Linked DNA regions of Zea mays: regions 2, 3 and 4 are each linked to region 1. A link is a contact called in public Hi-C data. All regions are on one chromosome and are shown on one strand. The core of a region is the stretch at or near the end of the contact, and the rest is flanking DNA. Distances in the headings are between cores, read along the strand shown. Region 1 has its middle 83 kb from the start of LOC100274679. Region 2 holds the start of LOC100273148 (putative protein phosphatase 2C family protein). Region 3 holds the start of LOC100192599 (Rhodanese-like domain-containing protein 4 chloroplastic). Region 4 holds the start of LOC100502223 (EKC/KEOPS complex subunit Tp53rk).

Region 1 (2,623 bases), core at 46-2,545:
GGAGTTCAGAACAGTCCAATACTCTGAAAATATCTTCCTCCCTCATGTGCCTCAGTTACTTCTAGTTAACTGAAGGATAAAGATGAAGGCTAAAGCATTGTGGTGTGAAAAATATGTGTACATCATGCACTATTTTTGGATGAGCTGGAGGGTGTGGTGAATTGAGCACACTTGTGGCTGTGTGGTCTGTCTGTCAGCCCCTCTTGCTGTCCATAGGAGCTTTTTCCACATCTGCTACCCCTCTAAGCCCTCTCCTTGCATGTTGACCATGCAGTAATATTGGGAGACCTATTAGTGTAGTTAACCCTTGCTAAGTCTCAGGCAAAAAACCCAGAAACTCCAGCCTTGGGTGACTGTTCATAATCATCCAAAAACCAAAGAGCTGAACCTCCCCATGCCATGTCGATCCCATAGCAGTTTCACCATGTCCTTGTTGATCCCTTACACCTACCTCCTCCATCTTTCCCCATTCCTTTGGTTCACTGTGAAACTTAGTAACCGGGAACTGTGAACGTGGCCACGTTCCTCGTTCCGGGAACGTGAGAACAATCTCGTTCCCGTAGTGTTAAAACCTAGTTTTAGTAGCGTACCGTGTACCATGTTCCCGTACCTCGATCCCATCGATCCAGGAACCTGGTTACTAAGCTGTGAAAGCTTGAACTCGAAGAAAACCCTGGCAGTGGTGACCACACCCACCGAATCACCCACCTCTCCCCGTGGTCAGCCTTACCTAGAACGTAATATGTTCAAGTTGTTCGCGTTTCATAACCCATATGTGATGGTGATGCTCATGGCGTTTCCCTTTTGAACGCTACCGTGGTATCCCAGCTAGAACGCCGTCGGGTTTGTCCAGGATGCCGCCGCGGACCACCTTCGTGTGGACTGACCAAACCATGTCCTTCCCGGGTAAACTTATGTGAGCACCGTGTGCTAGATAGATCACTGGTACTCACCATAGTTTTGGATTGAACGCTACCATGCCCTAGACCATGGTTTGGGCTCGCCGGAGGTCGGTATGCTGCCACCGCCATGGATAGTAAGGCTATATGTCATCTTAGTCCGGTTCACTGCGGGTTATGGGTGTGTCATCCTCGGGGATCACGTCTGGGTGTTTAGCTTCGTCAGAGGAGGCCGTCACCGGCGGGTTTGCATGGCGGTTGGCCGGCGCTCGTCGGGGTTAAATCAGGGACCTAATGTTGGGAATAAAAGAAAGAAGAAGGGTCTCGGTGCACATGTTAGTGAGACAAAGGAATAGGGTTTCAGACTCCTAATAGATTTGCTAGCGCAGTGGCGGCGTAGATGTAAAGTTGCGAGTGCGGGCACGGACTGCTGGTCGTAGGGCCGGTTTCCCGTGCACTCGTGGGCCGAGTCTGAGTTTTCGGCCCAGTGTAGGTAGTTCTTTTGATTTTTGGTAGCAGATTGCAAAATTCATCACAAATTGTAGAAAACTGCAAAAATTACCAAACCAATTTTGTAGAGTCCACAAAATTGCGTAGTTCCTATTAAAATTATTCCTAGTATTTTTTCAGAAAAAGGTGAATTCTTAGTCATTTAAAAGTACCCTTAGGACGCTTAAAATAATTTTAGAAATAAAACCAAAAGACCAAAAATGATGAACACTTGTGGAAGAATTATTTACCATTAGATTAACCCCTGGTAAAAATCTTAGACTGTTTGGAGTCGATTTGTCCAGAAAACCATAAACTAGCTAAATGTGGATATTGAAACTCCTAAACCCTGATACTAATATAGGTTTAGATAAAACTTAAATAATCCAAAACGTTAAGCAGCAAGGTTGACAAGCTTTAGAATATTTAGTTCTCTGATTTTCTGAAGTAAGTTTAGTTTGATCACTTTGAGCCAACATTAAGTAACCTAGAAATATGAGTATAATTATCATATGCTTATTTAAGAGTATTTAAGTTTTCCACATCTCCCTGGTGAGAGTTTGCATGGCATATCATTACGTAAGCATTCATATACATGTGATTGAGTTGTAGAACACCTAGAAGAAGAAGTGGAAGAGGAACCAGTTCCTCCATCTGAAGCTTCTCCAACTGAAGTTGTTCCCGAAGGTCCTCCTGAAGGTGCTCCAGTAGGTTTTGCTGCCAACTGCAATATTTTGGTAGAAGAGCTTGACTCTCCTCCTCATCAAGGCATGCCCTAGTGCATTCAACAAATTCCTTGTGCTTTTAAAAACTTTTATCACTTATATGATTCATTAGGTGATAAGGGTTGAATGATTAAACCTTTGCTGCATAACTTGCTTGAACTATTGATTACCATGCTTGATAACTGATTTAAAAATGTAGACATGCTTAGTATGCTGATAGATTAGGAACAAAATGTTTTGATGTATTAATCATGTTTTTACAAAGAAAAAGGGCTTGGAGTGATGAAATTATCAAAGGCCTTATTAACTTCATCATTCAAGCATGGTACCTCCGATAGGTACAAGGTTTTGAGAAATAGTTCAAATTGGGACCAGACGTGAGCAGGAAAGGTCGCCCGTCTATGTCGTGTAAGGACCATAACGATTGTTGGTTTACATGATCTAGGACCTTTTAACTGGCCACATGCCTCGTCATGGGTAAGCTTAGCCTCGGCCGGACCAATACCAGAA
Region 2 (2,623 bases), core at 85-2,584, 230 kb after region 1:
CATGCAAAAAGATGAACACTACCATTTGCTTATTAAGACATGATAATCCTGATTGCTTAATCTGACTATCTGAGCCATCAGAGTGCAAATTTGCAAACCATATTTGCTATAGGCTATCTGCCGACCTCTATGTGCAACATATAGAACTGCAAAAGCGTATCTCAGAGTGTCAAGCTTTAGAAGTTGATTTATGATGTGGTCACGAGACCAATACATGTACTTGCATATAAATGTGACAAAGTTTTAGCACTAAAAGTCTTTATATTTGATAAATTTAGAATTCAAAAACCGAAACAAATTAACTGGTTCATATTTGGTGTCCCCAAAATCTTATAATTAAGTTTAACCTATATGAACATGATGTGGTACAAGTAACCACTCACAATAATTAACAGTAGTGGCTTACTGGAAAGTAAAATGCAGCATCTTAGCAGTAAAATACTATAATAAATAAAATGAATATATGTTTATGTTTGTTATTAATAAGAACGATGTCTAAAAAAGCAAGGCACCAACCGCTCACTTACATCTTAGAATATCGTTTTAGATTCTAATGTGCGGCAATGAATAGTAAAAGGAATGTGGTGCCACATGACTAACGCATCTGTAGTAACAAAAAGCACAAGGTGCATTTGCATGACTCTCGGTGTTCAGGCCAATTAGTCTCCTGCGCTGCAGGCAAGAAAAAACACAATGCAAAACTGCACACAAATGTATTCTAACCGGTTCAAATGCCCCATTCCGTACCATAACAGTGCCGACAGATTACATTAGTTAAGCCTCAAACCACACGCACAAACGTTACCTCTCCCATCCGCCGCTGGCGTAGCCACCATCGTGCGCCTGGGGCACGGCCCCCACCGCGCGGCGCTGCGGCTGCGCCTGGCCTGCCACCGCCCCAGCTCCCGCCTCCGCGGCGGCGGCGGCGGCGGAAGAGGCAGACTCAGAGGAGTCCAGCATCATCCTTCCCGTGACCGCCCGGAACCCGCGCCAGCCGTGTCCGTGCCGTGGCGTCACGCGCACATCCGTCGCGCGGCCACACAGAATCCTGGGCCCCCGGCGCCTGCCCGCAGACGACGCCGCACGCAGCACCAGCGCCCTCAGGAGGCTACCGATGCATACCATCTCATGGCTGCTGGCTCCACCACTCGCTTGCCCGGATGCCGTGGACGCGCCCCGATGCAAGATCCGCTGGTTTAATGGATTCGGATCTGGGGAAAGGTAGGGCAGGGAGGAGGAAGCGGCGGGAGGGGACGTGATGGCCGGTGCCAGATTCCGCTACCGCCTGCCTCCTCGCCGCTAGAAAAAGGCACCGGTTTTCAAGGAACTATTATCGACAATAATTGGTGTTGCCCGATTAAAAAAACTATACCTAGATTGGCCAATGGAAATAAAAATGCATCTGCTAAAAAAACTTGCAATGCTTTAGGAGCTGGCAATCCACTTTACAACGAAATTTAAGGTGTGTTTAGGATTGCTTTAATAGTTTTAAAATATATATATTTTTAATCTATATATATATATCTAAACAATAAATGAAATCTCTTCTCTGCTCCTATTAAAAACGGATAGGGTACGTGCAGAGGCAAAGTTGTGCCTCCACCCGGCCTACCCCTTGCCGCGCGTTCCTGTCCCGCAGCCCTCGTGCCCGTAGCCCTGCTCGCCACCCCCGCCGCACGATGGGGGACGCTATCTAAACTGCCACTCGCATTTGCCCTCTCCACCTCCCTGTGCGGCCCCCACCATGCTTTCTTCCTCACCACTCAGCCGCTGCTAGCTCCGACCTAGTCACGGCTTTGCCATCTCTAGCACCGCCCCTTGTCCCACGCCGCCGCCGCCAACGCCACAGCGACTACCGCGCTGCCATCCCCAAGCGGGACATTGAGCAACCTCATGTGTCTGCTCTGCGAGGATTTGCGCCTCCTCCACGCCGGACGACGACTCGCGTGGTGGATCTAAACGGCGCAACCATGTGATGGCGCCCCCTCGGCCCCTACCCCATCCGCCCATCGTCTCTGCCTAGATGCTCGGCAGATATTGTTCCTTGACAAAGAATTTCATAGTTTGATGTCCAGACATTTACTTTGATCTTTTTTTGGTGTACTATGAAGCACTTTTGCTTCAAATTGATTTCTTTTGACTTGTGCAACACTGATAAAGAGATACATAAGCGCCAAGACATGCTTTCTAGTTTGAAGTATAAAGCAAAGCAAATGCCGACAAGTTTGAACATGTCAAACTTTGCTAACAGGCATGTCGTGTCAACAATGGTCAGGAACGTATCCTTCCTAAATCTTAATATATTTTTTAAACACGTCAATTTACAGTATTCAAGTTTTCAGGTAAGTATTATTATGTTTTTTTGTTAGAACTAATGTGTGAATATGTACTTGTCGTGGTTTCGGAAATCAGGGGCAGTAAGATTAGTGTTCGGTGGGGAGATTAGCAGTGACTCACTTCGAATGGTGGATCGCAGTGACTCGAGTGGTGGATTTGAGACAGTTGTTATACTGGTTCAGGGCTTGCGCCCTAGTCTAGTGTAGTGCTGATCGTAGTATTGCTCTGAGCGTGTTACAGTTGGTGTGCTCGTGTGTTCAAAAAAGAGGGGTCCTTCCCTTTTATA
Region 3 (2,623 bases), core at 58-2,557, 190 kb before region 1:
ACAGCATACACGCACCATCGTTTTCGTCATTGTTGGGCGTCCCGTTCATCTTCTAGGCCTTTGCTCTGTTCTTCCTCCCCAACCTGCTGCCCCCGCCCATAGTTACAGCCGCGAGCCGACCGGCGCTCGTCGACGTGAGTACAGGCGAGTCGGTCTTGCTCCTGGCTTTTTTCTTCGTGCGTGCCACCGAGGAGGACACAGTGGCGCCGGCCACGCTTAGGTTATATTGTCGATGAGGAGTTCAGATCTGAGATATTGGACAACCAAGGCTCATAGCGTGGCAGCAGTCGACATATATTACGGAGTTCGTGGTGGTGTTATGTCGCCTCGGCGGGTCTAGGGCTGGGAAGGCACTCGTATTTTCTCACCCTTTTCGGACTGACGCCTGGTGCGGGTGCCTCTCGGTTTAAAGCTGCTTCGGTTAGGCTTCTTTCTCCGCTTGCGTGCTTTCTCCCTATATGTATCTAGCGGTATACTACATATATCGACTCCAGATGCCCAGGACTTCGTCGTGCCCTTCTTCGGCAACGAATATGTATGACTGCCTCTTCCCTTCCCTTTCTGTTCTACGAAACCTTGGAAGTGGGGGAGATGAGGGATGGGGTCCCTGATTTGCTGCCTATAGTTTTCGTTCGATGGCTCGGCATCGCATGTCTACATGACCTTTCCCTTACCATGATATTGACTCGGTTAATCAAATAAAAAAATATTATGCGGAGAGCGGAGACAACCAATAAAATTTTTTGACATCTTTTTGATGGATATTTTTGTGAGCCGTCGCAACGCACGGGCAACCGACTAGTTGCATATTAATTTTGTTGAACAAGTTATATGCGAAACTATTATTATTTATTGTGCAGCATAAATTATACCCATCACAAATAAATCCTATCAAAAGTTTAGTTTTTTCCAAAATTAGTTATCACTTTTAGGTAAAAACAACAAAAATCTTCGAAAAAGTTGGATTTTTGCTCGAAAAAACAGGATTTTTGGCCGAAAATATGAAATTCGTTTTTGCTAAATTTGAAAATCCGCCTCGGTTGGAAAAAATGAAATTTGCTTAAAAACTCGTTTTCGATGAGCTTAAAAAATAACGAAAAGTTTAACCCTGGTACACACTAGCATCGCTGTTTTTTCCATCAAAAAAGCGCCGTCCCATTCCCATCTCAGTCCGGAGAAATTTCCAGCCTCTCGCGCACACGGCCGCCGGCTCTGATCTCTTTATCCACGTGGCCCCCTCCCAGTGGGCACCTCACCACCACCTGTCGACCTCCTCATCCCCAGCGGTGCGGTGCCCCCCGGCCCCTCCCCAGTGCCACTGTCTCGTCGGCTCGTCGCTCCGTAGACCCCGCGCCTCCGCCTCCCCGCCACTCGCCGGAGGCTGCCGCCATCGTTATGCCATGGCCGTCATCCTCTCCTCCGCGGCGCCAACGATACTGACTCGTCCCACGCGCCCTCGGAGGCAGCCGAGGAGCGGCCTCCGCGGGGGCCTCGCGCGCCTCTCAGCTGCGCTCGGCCTCGCGCACGCGGGCGCCGGCGCCGGCGCCGCACTCGCCGCGCCGCTCTCCTACGAGGAGATGCTGCGCCTCTCGTCCGACTCCGGCGGTGATGTTGGCGGGTTCGCGCTCCCGGAGCTCGGCCTCGACGGGCTCGTTGACTTCGTCAACGATAACCCTCTCGTCGTCGCGGCAGGCGTCGCGGCCATCGCAGTGCCGCTTCTCCTTGCGCAGCTTCTCGGCGGAGGCGGCAGCTCCAAGCCCTACTCCGTCCTGTCCGCCAAGGCGGCCTACCAGCGGCTGCTCGAGGAGCCCGACGCGCAGCTCGTCGACATCAGGCCGCTCAAGGATGCACGAGAGGCCGGCACGCCTGATCTCAAGGAGGCTAAGAAGAAGGCTGCTGCCGTACCTTACAACGGGGAGGACAAAAACGGATTCTTGAAAAAGTTGACACTAAAGTTCAAGGACCCGGAGAACACCACGCTGATCATCCTTGACAAGTGAGAACATCAGATCCTGGTTAATAACTGCAATGTACTTTGTTCTGTGTAGATACTTCTAGTTATTTCCCAGTTGGATTAATTAACTCCTTATCACAATTTGAAGAAACCAATTTTTCTGCATTTCATTCAAAACAGCATGCCAACGAATAGCTATGGTATTAACTGTTTCAAGTCCTCTGCATTGTCACTTCTGATTAGTGACTACTAGTCTATGGTAATGAGTCCATATCAAATTTGAAGAACCAATCCTGCAGAGTAGGTACAGGCTCTCATGGTGTGTCAAAATTTCAAAAAATAAATTAACTTGAAATTTAGTCTGTTTTCGTTTTTTAGGATCAAAGATGAAATCCTCCTAATTATGAAAATTTTGACTGCCACGGAATCAGCACATAGTTGATTTTTCTTAACTATCATAAAATCATTTTGCTGGTATAGCAATGCAAAAGAAAGTTATTTGTGAAAAAATCATCCTTCAAATGTGGAAAGCTGAATAGTTCTCATGTAATAAGAGCAGCTCCAAAAAACTCTTTATATTCTTTATAATTGATAGGAATATAGATTTTGGTAAAAAATACCCTCCAACAGTTTCTTTAAATGGTTACTTAAATGTAGCCATCTTCTATC
Region 4 (2,623 bases), core at 33-2,532, 150 kb before region 1:
GGAAAGATGGCGCATCTTTTTACCACACGAAAGAAGAGAAGAATCAGGGACAGAGGATACCTGCTTGCTTAACCTCTAGAATCTGCTGCGCGGGAGCAAGGAGGATGGCAGGGTGTGAGTGAACCACAGAGGGTGAGCTAACATTGGCTCTGCGTGTGGCGGCGGCGGCGGAGTCTTTGCTCCTCTTGGAACCACTGGCAACTGCATCCTGCACCTATAGCTCCTCGTCCTCAAGACCGCCTGGCCATCAACACAAAAAAATCCCTTATTTCTCCCCCAAAGTGGGAAACAAACAAACAAGCAAACAAAAGAGCGGGCGAGCATCTATCTTGCTGGAAAGAACAATACTAATGGCAGTAAAGCTGGAAGTTGGAGGTTGAGTGGCCGCTTTCTCACCTGATTCCTGCGTGCTGTTCGCGGCTTCCTCTGACGACACGGGAGGAAGAAGAGCGGTAGGAACGCCTGACCAAGAACCTAAAGCGATTAGTGGGGGGAAAAGGATAACGGGGAGAAAAACCAATCTTTTTTATCTGATTTTTGCGATTTGCGTGCAGGATGGCGGTGGGAGTACGGGGCACACGAGGCCGGTCAGCTTGACCCCAACGGAAGGGAAAGCACGGCCATGCCCACGCATCTCGAAACAACAACACGCGATGCTTTGCGCCCTTGCCCGTGGTGTTTAGAAAGAAGGAGCTATAGTAGGGGCACGAGAGAGCTCTTCAGCAGGGGCACGAGAGAGCCGCGACCGTCGCCTAGGTAGATGATGCGCTGCTTCCTCTTGGTGGCCAATACCCGGGTAGCCGACCCACACGACACACGGCGTGCGGCTCGCTGGCGCCGACGAGAGGAGGGAGGGGGAAGGGACCGGTCGGTGCTTGTCACAACGGCGAGAATGTTGGCGGCGGCGCTACTAAACTCTAGACCCTAGTGTCCATGGTAGATGCGAGCACAGAGTGAGACGAAATAAATGTGTACCAGAGAGATAGGAAGAGTGATGCCTGGTTCCCGTCGATGCCATGGCAAGCGCCGCCCTTGCTCGCGCCGTAGAGAAGAGAGTGCACCAGAAATCTGAGTCGGCGGCAAACGCGTCGAAGAGCGGGGTGGAGGCCGACGCGGAGGCAACAAAGAGGAGGGAGGCGAGCGCGACGACAGGGATGGGCGTCTGTTGCTGTAGGCTAGCATGGATGGAATGCGTGCGGAGCGCGCGGGCGAGGATGGAAGGAGGGGTGGGGAGGAGGATGGAAGGGCAGGCAAGGCAGTCGGCGGGGATTGCGGGAGGATGACGTTGATGGCGGCCTCGGCAACCTTGCATGACGGACGGTGCTGATATCGCGTATGGGTCCGATCCGATGGCGGGCGTTTATGACGGGGATCCTCGGCAGAACCGTGCACCAAAAGCTTTTGTGGACGCCTACATTTTTTTGAAAACTGGCAAGAGAATTGCCTGTTATATTAAAAAGAGGGTGAGAGCCAGCGAGGGCTAAAATATACAAGTACATCACACTAGGGAAGGAGACATTAAGTATGGTGACACAAATGTCCCAAAACCAACCCCTCCCCTTCCCCAAAACCTACACCAGCCTTGCTAAGTGTTTTGCTCCTCCTAGAATCCACAGGCGGATTTGCTCCTTAATCATCGCTATAGTCTGTGTCACGGTCTTCTCTTTGTGCTCAAAGATTCGCGAGTTTCTCTCACACCAAATTGTCCAAGACACGAGGATGATGAGGGTTCGCAATCCCTTCACGCTTCTCACTGCGGATGTTGCAAGATTCGACCACCATTGGTGCACCGAATCTACAGGTTGCCAAGAAGAATGATGGATCTCCGTAATTGCAGCCCAAATACTCAAATCAGCCCAAATATGTCTGGTGAAGCAACATTCAGCAAAAAGATGTAGTCCAGATTCTGGGCATGAGGCGCATAGGACACAACGCGGATTATGAGGCCATCCCCTTCTTGCCAACCTGTCTGCTGTCCAAACTCTATTTTGAACAGCAAGCCAACTGAAGAATTTGCACTTTGGTGGCGCCCAAGCTCTCCAAATTATACTATTAAAATTCCTGCATGTGGAGCCATAAAATTGCGCTTGGTAGGCTGACTGAGTTGTGTACTGGCCACTCATAGTAAACTTCCACTTGATAAGGTCGGGGGTATTGTGCATTAAGCGGAGCTGATTTACCTCGCACCATAATTGACAATATTCGTGTATGTGCGCGGCAGAAAAATCATTGTGATTAAAATGTAGGTCCTGAATCCATCGGTTGTTTGAGAGAGCCTCATGGATGGATCTATTTTTGCCGTTAGAAATGGAGTAGGTCAAAGGGAAGGTGTCTCTAGGTGTCATACCCCTTAGCCAGGCACTTTCCCAGAACAAAGAAGACTTACCATCCCCCACCCTGACTGAGGTTGCTGCTGCAAACAGTCTCCTGTCCAACATATTGCAAGGTATATCTTTCGCCATCCTCTAAGTATTTAACAGTTTGGCCTCCTGCCACAACCATCTGAGGCGTAAGGCCCGTGAGAAAAAACCAAGGTGCAGAATGCCTAAACCACCGTATTGTTTTGGTCTTGCTGCACAGACCCAGTTGACTTTGCATTTACCGCCGGTTAATCTCTCTGAAC

What was found. Hi-C and Micro-C count contacts between places; a contact is called where the count stands out from the background.
Region 2: a contact with region 1 is called in a Hi-C map of bundle sheath, with 2.5 times the contacts expected there. The contact joins the promoter of LOC100273148 here to the enhancer-like site in region 1. A contact is called at or near these places in 4 of 25 Hi-C or Micro-C datasets (bundle sheath, ear, leaf and 1 more).
Region 3: a Hi-C map of ear shows a contact between it and region 1, with 1.7 times the contacts expected there. The contact joins the promoter of LOC100192599 here to the enhancer-like site in region 1. A contact is called at or near these places in 2 of 25 Hi-C or Micro-C datasets (ear and leaf).
Region 4: a contact with region 1 is called in a Hi-C map of leaf, with 6 times the contacts expected there. The contact joins the promoter of LOC100502223 here to the enhancer-like site in region 1. A contact is called at or near these places in 8 of 25 Hi-C or Micro-C datasets (bundle sheath, ear, leaf and 3 more).

What each region holds. Positions count from the first base shown.
Region 1 is chr5:144,124,641-144,127,263 of Zm-B73-REFERENCE-NAM-5.0, forward strand. No RefSeq gene overlaps it. Among protein-coding and RNA genes, the nearest start is that of LOC100274679, 83 kb to the right of the region's middle. Within about 2 kb of position 1,296, at least 15 of the 20 cell types and tissues checked have an H3K27ac peak or open chromatin away from gene starts, as enhancers often do. A contact at or near this core is called in bundle sheath, ear, leaf and 2 more, where this site is marked.
Region 2 is chr5:144,350,896-144,353,518 of Zm-B73-REFERENCE-NAM-5.0, forward strand. LOC100273148 (putative protein phosphatase 2C family protein) reads right to left here and starts at 1,335. Exons shown (of 8, transcript NM_001360217.1): 1 at 806-1,335. The coding sequence starts at 1,125.
Region 3 is chr5:143,937,411-143,940,033 of Zm-B73-REFERENCE-NAM-5.0, forward strand. It overlaps LOC100192599 (Rhodanese-like domain-containing protein 4 chloroplastic), which reads left to right and starts at 1,308. Exons shown (of 9, transcript NM_001137814.1): 1 at 1,308-1,996. The coding sequence starts at 1,401.
Region 4 is chr5:143,970,872-143,973,494 of Zm-B73-REFERENCE-NAM-5.0, forward strand. It overlaps LOC100502223 (EKC/KEOPS complex subunit Tp53rk), which reads right to left and starts at 1,283. Exons shown (of 5, transcript XR_004849579.1): 1 at 976-1,283.